Linked DNA regions of Mus musculus: region 1 is linked to region 2. The links are chromatin contacts, called in public HiCAR-type maps. All regions are on one chromosome and are shown on one strand. Each heading gives the region's core, a stretch centred on a gene start, on an enhancer-like site or on the middle of the called end of the contact. The rest is flanking DNA. Distances are from core to core; before and after follow the strand shown. Region 1 has its middle 16 kb from the start of C530043A13Rik. Region 2 has its middle 7.0 kb from the start of Rpl37a.

Region 1 (4,045 bases), core at 720-3,219, 830 kb after region 2:
CAGTATTTCAAAAGCCGAAAAAAGGCCTCAGGATGAGAACCAATAACACCAAACTCCCCCATGTCTATGCAAATGTCGTTGTTATATTTTTTTCTAATGAGTTGGCTCAATATTCTTGACATTCTCTGGAGCCTTGAGATGAAACCTTCAGTCTTTATGGGCCCTCATTTCCCTTCAGGTCCCCAGTAAGAAACAGAAGACACACTCAGGCAGGGGTGAGAAGGGTTTAGCAATAGGAGGAACTTGCCAGGATGTGGACTGAGGCAAGGGACATCAGAAAAGCATGTCAGGAGACAAGGAGAAGGGATTCCTTGACACCCCTAGGGCCAAAGAAGCAGCTAGAGAGAGAACAAGGACTGTAGGTAGATCACTTCACCTGTGCTGCAGGATCCCAGCGTTTGACAAAATGACCCAGCACACTGCTGAGCCTCAAACTGAGAAAGAAAGGGGAAGAGGTTTCCCTCCCGTCAGTCCCCACTTTCTGGGCTCCTATGAGCCAAACCCAAGTGGAAGCTAGGGACAACTCAACATGATCAAGAAATGTCAGCTGCCAGAAAGCAGAGACACCAGTTGGCCAAGGGTAAGGGTGGATCTCAACACAAGAAGACCCAGAACACGGATATGCTAAGACTCAGGTTATGTCCATCTGAAAGCACACATGGAAGTTATCCTCCCTTCTCACTTCATGCCTCTTTAGCTAATAACTGCCTACTGTTTTTGTTTGCAAGGCACACATTTCTTGCTGAGGTTTCTGCATACACCTACTGTTCACTCTCTATCCCCATTTTCTCTCCAGGCATTTGCTGTCTTGTTCCTGGCTTTACAGCCTTCCTGGAAGTTATCCCCCAGAAGTGACAGACTCCCTGATGATGCACAAGCCCAGCATGAGCTTTGCGGTCCTTAGGAGCCTTGCCCTTGCCAAGGCAGAGGCACTTGTTTTCTTATTCCCAGTGCCTGAGACTGCAGGACAGCATTGAGGAGGATCAGTTCCCTAGGTTGAAGACACAGCATCATGTGCTGACCAGTTCTTACACACTTTCCATGATGGTTAGCCATCAAGCTCTGCAAAGTTCAGCCATTCAGAATTGGGGGCCCTAAAATAATCTGGAAGGAATGGAATTTTCCACAATAGAGACATCTTACATATACATACATATATGTATATATATATATATATATATATATATATATATATATATATACATATATGTATGTATATATCAAAGAATATATAAGAATTATATATATATATATATAATTATATATCAAAGGATCTCTTCTAACAACGTTTAAACCTCAGCCTTTCAGCCATACTCTGTCCCCTTGACATGACAACTTCACCCATAGACCACTGCTCCTTCCCTGTAGAGCCTTAGTGTACAGCAGCAGTGAGTGATATAAGCTGTCAGCATCCCATCCAGTAGGATAGACAGTAGAACCTGAGGACCCAAGCAGAGATGGCTCTGTTAATGAGGCCAGTCCTGGCAGACTGCAATCCCACACAGAGAGGTGGGCAGAAGAGGAAAAAGTGCTGACAATTGAGCAGGCAGGTGGAATTCAAAGGTTGTTTTTTTGTTTGTTTGTTTTTTTTTCCAAATTAAATTAGGTTTTCTCTGCCAGGGCTTCTGGACCCCAATACAGCAAGAAGTCAAACACCGACATTCATCCTTTTGCAAATGGGAACCCCTTTCCTACGCTGGAACACAGTCAGGATGTAGCTGAATGGCCCAGTGGAAAAAGCTGACTCTGGCTGCACCTCCCCACATAAGCCTTTGCCTCTAGATCCCCTTGAATTTCCTCTCCAAGAGGGCTTGAAAAATATGCAAGGCTTCAGGCCGTCCAAGGAATGCAGCCGGGCTTAGCCATTCATTTCCAAGGCTCAAAACCACCAGAGCAGGAAAAGTAGACAGTGCTGGGCAGGATCATCTCCGGTGAGGTTTGGAAACAGGAGTTAGCCCTGGCTGAGCAGGCTGAATTGATGTGGTCTGGCCTAGGGGCCAGGAATGGACAGAATGATCGTCATAGCTCTCAGCCAGCCCTGGTGGGTCGATGAAAAGAGACGTTTGATTCATTCTCAGGCTCTACCCAAGCAACTCTGAAATATTCCTAGACAGTTGCCAGAAGAGTCAGTGGTGGGTGAAACAAAGACCCAAGAGCCAAGACTCCTGGCCTGCCAAGCCATTTCCTTCCACCACCTTGCTGTGTTTTCCTTTACGTCTGCTTCTCTAATAAATTGTAAGACCCCTGAGGGCAGAGACTCTTCCCTCTTCTGGTCTGCCACCTCCTGTTTCCTCTGCCACGCTGTGCAGCAGAAGGGGTTTTTGGTTGGCTGGAGGTCATTTCTGAGTTGCAACGCGTTAGCTGCCTGGCTATGGAAAGGAGGCACAGAAGTCAGAGTGGGGAGGGGGACAAGCAGGAATTAGTATGGGGTCGCGATAGTTCACTAAGGCCTTCCAATTTCTACTCTACTTGTGTGCCCCAGAAAGGGAAAAGAAATTATTTAAACAAAGTATAGGAGCTGGAGAGATGGCTCAGTAGTTAAGAATCCCTGTAGTTCTTACACAGAGTCCTTGAGTTAGCTTCCCAGAACCCATATGGAGGCTCACAACTGGAGTTACAACTCCAATTCCAGGTGAGCCAATGCCCTCTTCTGACCTCTGTGGGTACCAGGCACACCACACATATGGTGCACATACATACATGCAGGCAAAATACTAACACGTAAAATAAAATTTAAAAATCTAAACAAATAAACAAAATATAGACACCCTCTTTCCCGTTGAGACTTGACAAAAACAAGACAAAACAACAAACAAACAAAAACCCACAGATTTTAAAACCTGGAAGACACTTTCATCAAATGGGAAGTATAAAGGGAGGCTCAAAAACATGATGCCTAGTCATGTCTGGACATGTTAGGGTCCCGTAAATGTGGACAGACAAACAGACTGACAGACAGTATGTCGGAGGATGACTGGAATGAGTCTGGTAGGAAAAACCAGGGAGAGTGAAGAAATAATATTCCCTTGCAGGGAAAGCTTTGAGTAATGATTGGCTGGTGCAGAGGAATTTTGGAACAGAGAGAGACAGGTACAGGTCTTTACAGGTGGCCACAAGGCAGGGGTTGAATGCAGGGCGCAGGGCTGAGAAGTGTGGAAAAGGATCAGGAAACAGTTCATGAGATTAGCAAATAACAGGAAGTGGACATGGGGGGTGGGGGGAGGAACGTATGGCTAAAATGGAATGGCAGGGAGCCTTGAAGCTCAACATATGCAGATGAGAATAAGTACACTCCAGTGGGACAGAAGATCCAAACTGGAAACCCACCCCTACACTTATAAAAACATGAAATAAGTCACCCTCTCTCTTGGCTCTCCAGGAGACTCTTGACCCTCTCCAGGGCCTCTGCAATTCCAGGACAGAGAGATCAGAAAAAGAGAAATGGGAACTCAGAAGTTATGCAGAGGGAATTAGCAGGCAGCGGGTGAAGGCATGCACCTCTCACTAAGTGACTCAGGAGAAAAGGCCACTCTGCTTTGGAGTGGCTATAAAGGAGCCTGATTTAGCAGTGATAGAGTAAGCTCACTGTTGGATCAAGAATGTGGGAGAGACCTTGGCGATTGCCACAAAGGTCGATCATTGGATGGCTCTCCCTCATGATACCGGGCATATGAGCCTAGGGGCCAATGAGAAGGCTTGTGTATGGTGCTTTATAGTCTCCTTGTCCTCAGAGCGCAGAGACCAAGTTTTATAGGATTAGTTCATTGCAAAAGCCCATCTTCAATCCACCTCTGTTCAACATGGGATCTTTGAACGTCTCTTCCAAGCCAGATATGGATTTCATATGAGTGCACACAAAAAATTGAATGTTTCCACTCTAGAAGAGATATTTAAATTCTAGTGAGGAAAAAAAACCACAAAAATTAAACAAACATACAAATGTGATTGCTTAGTTAATGACCAATACTACTTGAAATTCAAGCCATATTCAAGCCATGCAGGAAATGAAGGCATGTGCCTGGGTGGCAAGTCACACCAGACCTCT
Region 2 (4,203 bases), core at 1,662-4,161:
ATGCAGCTCAGTGGTGCTTGGCATGAGCAAGGCCTTGGGTTCAAACCCAGCATGGCCCCAGCGGGAAGAGGAGCTACTGGGCCAAGTAGGATACAGTAAAGGTGGGGACTTGCATACCTGTGTGAATATTAGTGTTTAACAGTAAATGTTTAAAAGCTAAAGTTAAGTGAGCAGAGTTATGTAAAGTATAAATTGAATAAAGGATTAGATGTAGATGATGGACCACAAGGACACATTGAACACAGAAGGAGAAAAGAAGTTAGTCTGGTCCCACTTTCAAACAACACACCATTAACAAGAGAGCTCAGCAGGAGAAAGCACCTGCATTAGTTTCCATGTTTCCAGGATGCAGAAACACTGAGGAAACCAGCATCAATGTCTCTCTCTAAGTGCTCCTGGGAACAAATTAAAGACACCAAGAACCCAGAGCAGTGCTCCATCCAGGGGGACTGGCTGGTGCCAAAGAACAAGGCCAGCCAGCAAAGCCGGGAGATGGGGTTTCTTTGCTCAGGCTGATCTGCTTGCCTCTGTCTCCTAAGTGCTGGTATCAAAAGTCTGTGCCACCATGCCCAGCTTGGAAGCTGAATTCTAAACGTGACTATGCCAAGCAAAAGAAAAATGTGAGAATGTTTCAACACTTGGAAACATTTTTCCATGCTAGGCTGGAGCTACCTCCCTCTTTGTGACTTTCCACTTTATTTGGTTTTGTATGTTGGTATTAGATGTTGAGGTATGCCTAAAAATTTAAAAGGGAAAGACAATAATTACTGCTTGTGTATCAATGTGTCTGTAATTTATTTTGTAAGCTGGCTTTAGAGATTACCCTCTTAGCATATGATATGGTTGCCAATACCGTTATATAGTGCACTTTGACCTTGGAACCTAGACATTTTACACAAATTCTTTGAGAGTCTATCTCTAATCACAAAAATACTTATCGACAGATGTTACTCCCTTGAGCAAAGCATAAAAATGTCATGTGTTGACTGCAAGCGTATGGAACACCAGGGGGCGCTACTGAGTAAGCAGGAAAGGACGGAGCAGTCTAGAATTCTGAGAGGTCAGAGAACCCTCACAAATGCATATTAGCATATGTAGTTACAGGTTAGTAAGTGCTAAGTTCTTTATTAATTCCACCATGTCAGAATGTAACCTAGCTGACTAGGTAAAGAATTAAACCTAAAAGAGTTAGTCTTAGGCCATCTGAGACAGATGCCCCACGAGTACACAATTAGGATAGTCTTGAGTGTATTTCCTAGAGCTGCTAGTTAGGGGGGAAGAACTTTAAGAATTAAAAATTGTAAAAAACTTTTTGCAGTGAAAATGCACCATACAATACATAAACACTGTGGACTAAGAAGGTGTTTCTCTGATCAGGGTGTCCACGTCTCTGTCCATGTTGTTAGACTCATCAGGAGAAAACGTCAGTACAGGAGGGATGTTTTAACTAACTTTGTCATACTCTGGGTTTTGTAGCTATAGTATTGACAGAGGCAGAGTGGGAGCGATAAGCAAATTCTGGTCCAAAAAGGGTGCCAAGAGGTTACAGTGATGTCAGGAGACCCCTGTTTCTGGATGGAGTTAGTGGTAGGCTCTGGAAGTGTAGCTTGAGGGATGCCCGTGGAGTCGGACTGTTTGTGCTCTGAGTTTACACCCACGTGCACACGTGAAACTGTCCACTCAATAAGACCAGTGCTTACTGATTTATTGGAATTACATGTATCTTTTTTTGATGTTCTAAGTTTTGGAGGCTTGTTCTGTGCTCATTTAACTGGGTATGTTTGTATACTTGTTACGATCATGGTGGTGGTGGTTACACAGGGTCTCGTCCTGTAGCCCAGACTGACCTGGGACTTTTGATCTTCCTGCCTCTCAGCCCTCTTGAATGCTGAGTTACAGGCAAACTCTGCCACACCTTGCTCTTTAAGTAATTTATACCTCACCTTCTCCACCAAGCAACTATGCTTTCAACTCAACAGTCCTGTTCTGCTTGTATACTGCCATGTTTTATTCCCTGTGTCCCAATTAGCTTTGGGGGGCAGGGCCTAGAAATACCTAACTCATTCCCTTAGCATGATCCAGGCTGTGTTCCAAGGGTCTGAGGTAGACACATCTATTTAAGACCCAGCACTTCCCAGCCTGGGGTAGCTAGAGGCACACATGCCTTGAGTCCTGCATGTCTAGCCAGTCCTGGACCCACATGCTCCATGCTTCGTTGTACTGTAGCTAGTAAGACCTTTGTGTCATCAGGTTTCTTTTTCTTTTTTCTTTTTTTTTTTTTTTTTTTTTTTTGTTTTGTTTTGTTTTTTCGAGACAGGGTTTCTCTGTGTAGCTCTGGCTGTCCTGGAACTCACTCTGTAGACCAGGCTGGCCTCGAACTCAGAAATCCGCATGCCTCTGCCTCCCGAGTGCTGGGATTAAAGGCTTACACCACCACACTCGGCCTGTCATCAGGTTTCTTTTCCCCAGCACTTCTTCCTCTTTTAATTGCTCCAAACTCAAGAACCTAATGGAATTCTTTCCCCCTTTTATAGATGACAAAAACTCTAAGATTTTCTACTTGAAGAGAGTCATTGAATGGGGAAAGAATGAAGTCCACAAGGAGTTCCGTGCTTCAACTTCACCTCCCCGTTCACTGGCTTGGGCAACAGAAGAGCTTTGTTCTCTATAGATAAAGAAACCAAGGTACAGAGTGGTATCTGTGAGGGGTTTTGATGGTTGGAGGCCAGTCTCAGCAAGTGATAAGTATATAACGCTAAAAGGCCACTACAGACAGGCTGGAGAGAAAGTGCCACTACATAAGACACTGTTAAGAAACTGCCATTGGGATTCTGCTGATTAACCCGGGGCAGGCAAAAGGAGTGTAGGTAGTGAACAGCAGGGGGAGCCCTTGCTGAGGCTGAGAGGACTTGGAGGGATCAGAGTGCTTCTCTTTCTCCCGCTCTTAACTTTGTTCCGTGCACAGGTATGACTTCCCTGATGAGAGTGGCCACAGCACACCAACAGCCCTGCTGCTTCCAAAGGCCAGTGAGATGCATGCCCTTTCTCCTCAGGAGCGGAGGCCAGCAAAACCCAGGAACTGAATGACTGAGCACTGGGAATGAGCTGTGTCGGGGATAAGAAGTGGTGTGAGGATTCCAATCTCTAGCTAGGGCTTTAGGATTCCAAATGCAGCCTTCCTCACGCCAGGTCCCATTACTCTCATCCCTTATGGCCCTTTGCCTGCTCTGTGTGTGCAAGGAGAGTTTAAAACCTACTTTGTTGGGCTTCAAAGATGGTTTGGAGATTAACAGCACTGGCTGCTCTTCCAAAGGACCTGGGTTCAATTCCCAACACCCACATGGTTGATAATGGCCTGTAATTCCAACTCTGGGGGATCCAATGAGAATATACAATTAAAAGACTATGATAGGATGTATGGTCCATTGCACACAGGTAATGTACTTAGGTATAAGCAAAACTCTCACACACATAAAAAAAAATCTTTAAAAAAAAATTGCTCGAGCTGGAGAGATGGCTCAGCAGTTAAGAGCACTGGCTGCTCTTCCGGATGTCCTGAGTTCAAATCCCACATGGTGGCTCACAACCATTTCTACCAAGATCTGATGCCGTCTTCTGAAATGCAGGTGTATATGTTAGAGCACTCATATACATAAAATAAGTAAATCTTTTTGCTCAGTAATACAGCAGTTCATTGTGGTAGGGACATGTAGAAACAGTGCTCTTTTTTTTTTTTTTTTTTTAGATTTATTTATAATATGTAAGTACACTGTAACTGTCTTCAGACACTCCAGAAGAGGGCTTCAGATCTTGTTACAGATGGTTGTGAGCCACCATGTGGTTGCTGGGATTTGAACTCAGGACCTTCAGAAAAGCAGTCAGTGCTCTTAACCGCTGAGCCATCTCTCCAGCCCCGAAACAGTGCTTTGACTGAAAAGGCAGTCAGTGCCCCATCGCCAGCAGGCTGGTAAGGGAGGGATGTGGGGGCTAATAATGATTCGGAGCTTTAAAATCACCAGTTTCCATTCATCCTTCTCCCATCTCAGCTAACATGACCTTGTGCCCAAAGCCTTGGAAATGCAGCTTCAAGACCCTCCTTGGGTGCTGCCTTCTCACTTCCCTGCACACATGACACTAGAGCTGGCTTTTCCTTTCAACATGTGACCTCCACCTCTGTGTGACAGTGGGCAAGGTGACACTGTG

The links. HiCAR-type assays count read pairs that join an accessible place to other places.
Region 1: a HiCAR-type map of astrocytes shows a contact between it and region 2, with 2.3 times the contacts expected there. The contact joins two enhancer-like sites. A contact is called at or near these places in 3 of 39 promoter capture datasets (cranial neural crest, hippocampal neurons and liver), 1 of 115 datasets of contacts at active chromatin or transcription factors (astrocytes) and 1 of 9 other capture datasets (embryonic stem cells).

What each region holds. Positions count from the first base shown.
Region 1 is chr1:73,543,657-73,547,701 of GRCm38.p6, forward strand. No RefSeq gene overlaps it. Among named protein-coding and RNA genes, the nearest start is that of C530043A13Rik, 16 kb to the left of the region's middle. Within about 2 kb of position 1,970, at least 8 of the 459 cell types and tissues checked have an H3K27ac peak or open chromatin away from gene starts, as enhancers often do. A contact at or near this core is called in astrocytes, where this site is marked.
Region 2 is chr1:72,716,155-72,720,357 of GRCm38.p6, forward strand. No RefSeq gene overlaps it. Among named protein-coding and RNA genes, the nearest start is that of Rpl37a, 7.0 kb to the left of the region's middle. Within about 2 kb of position 2,912, at least 24 of the 459 cell types and tissues checked have an H3K27ac peak or open chromatin away from gene starts, as enhancers often do. A contact at or near this core is called in astrocytes, where this site is marked.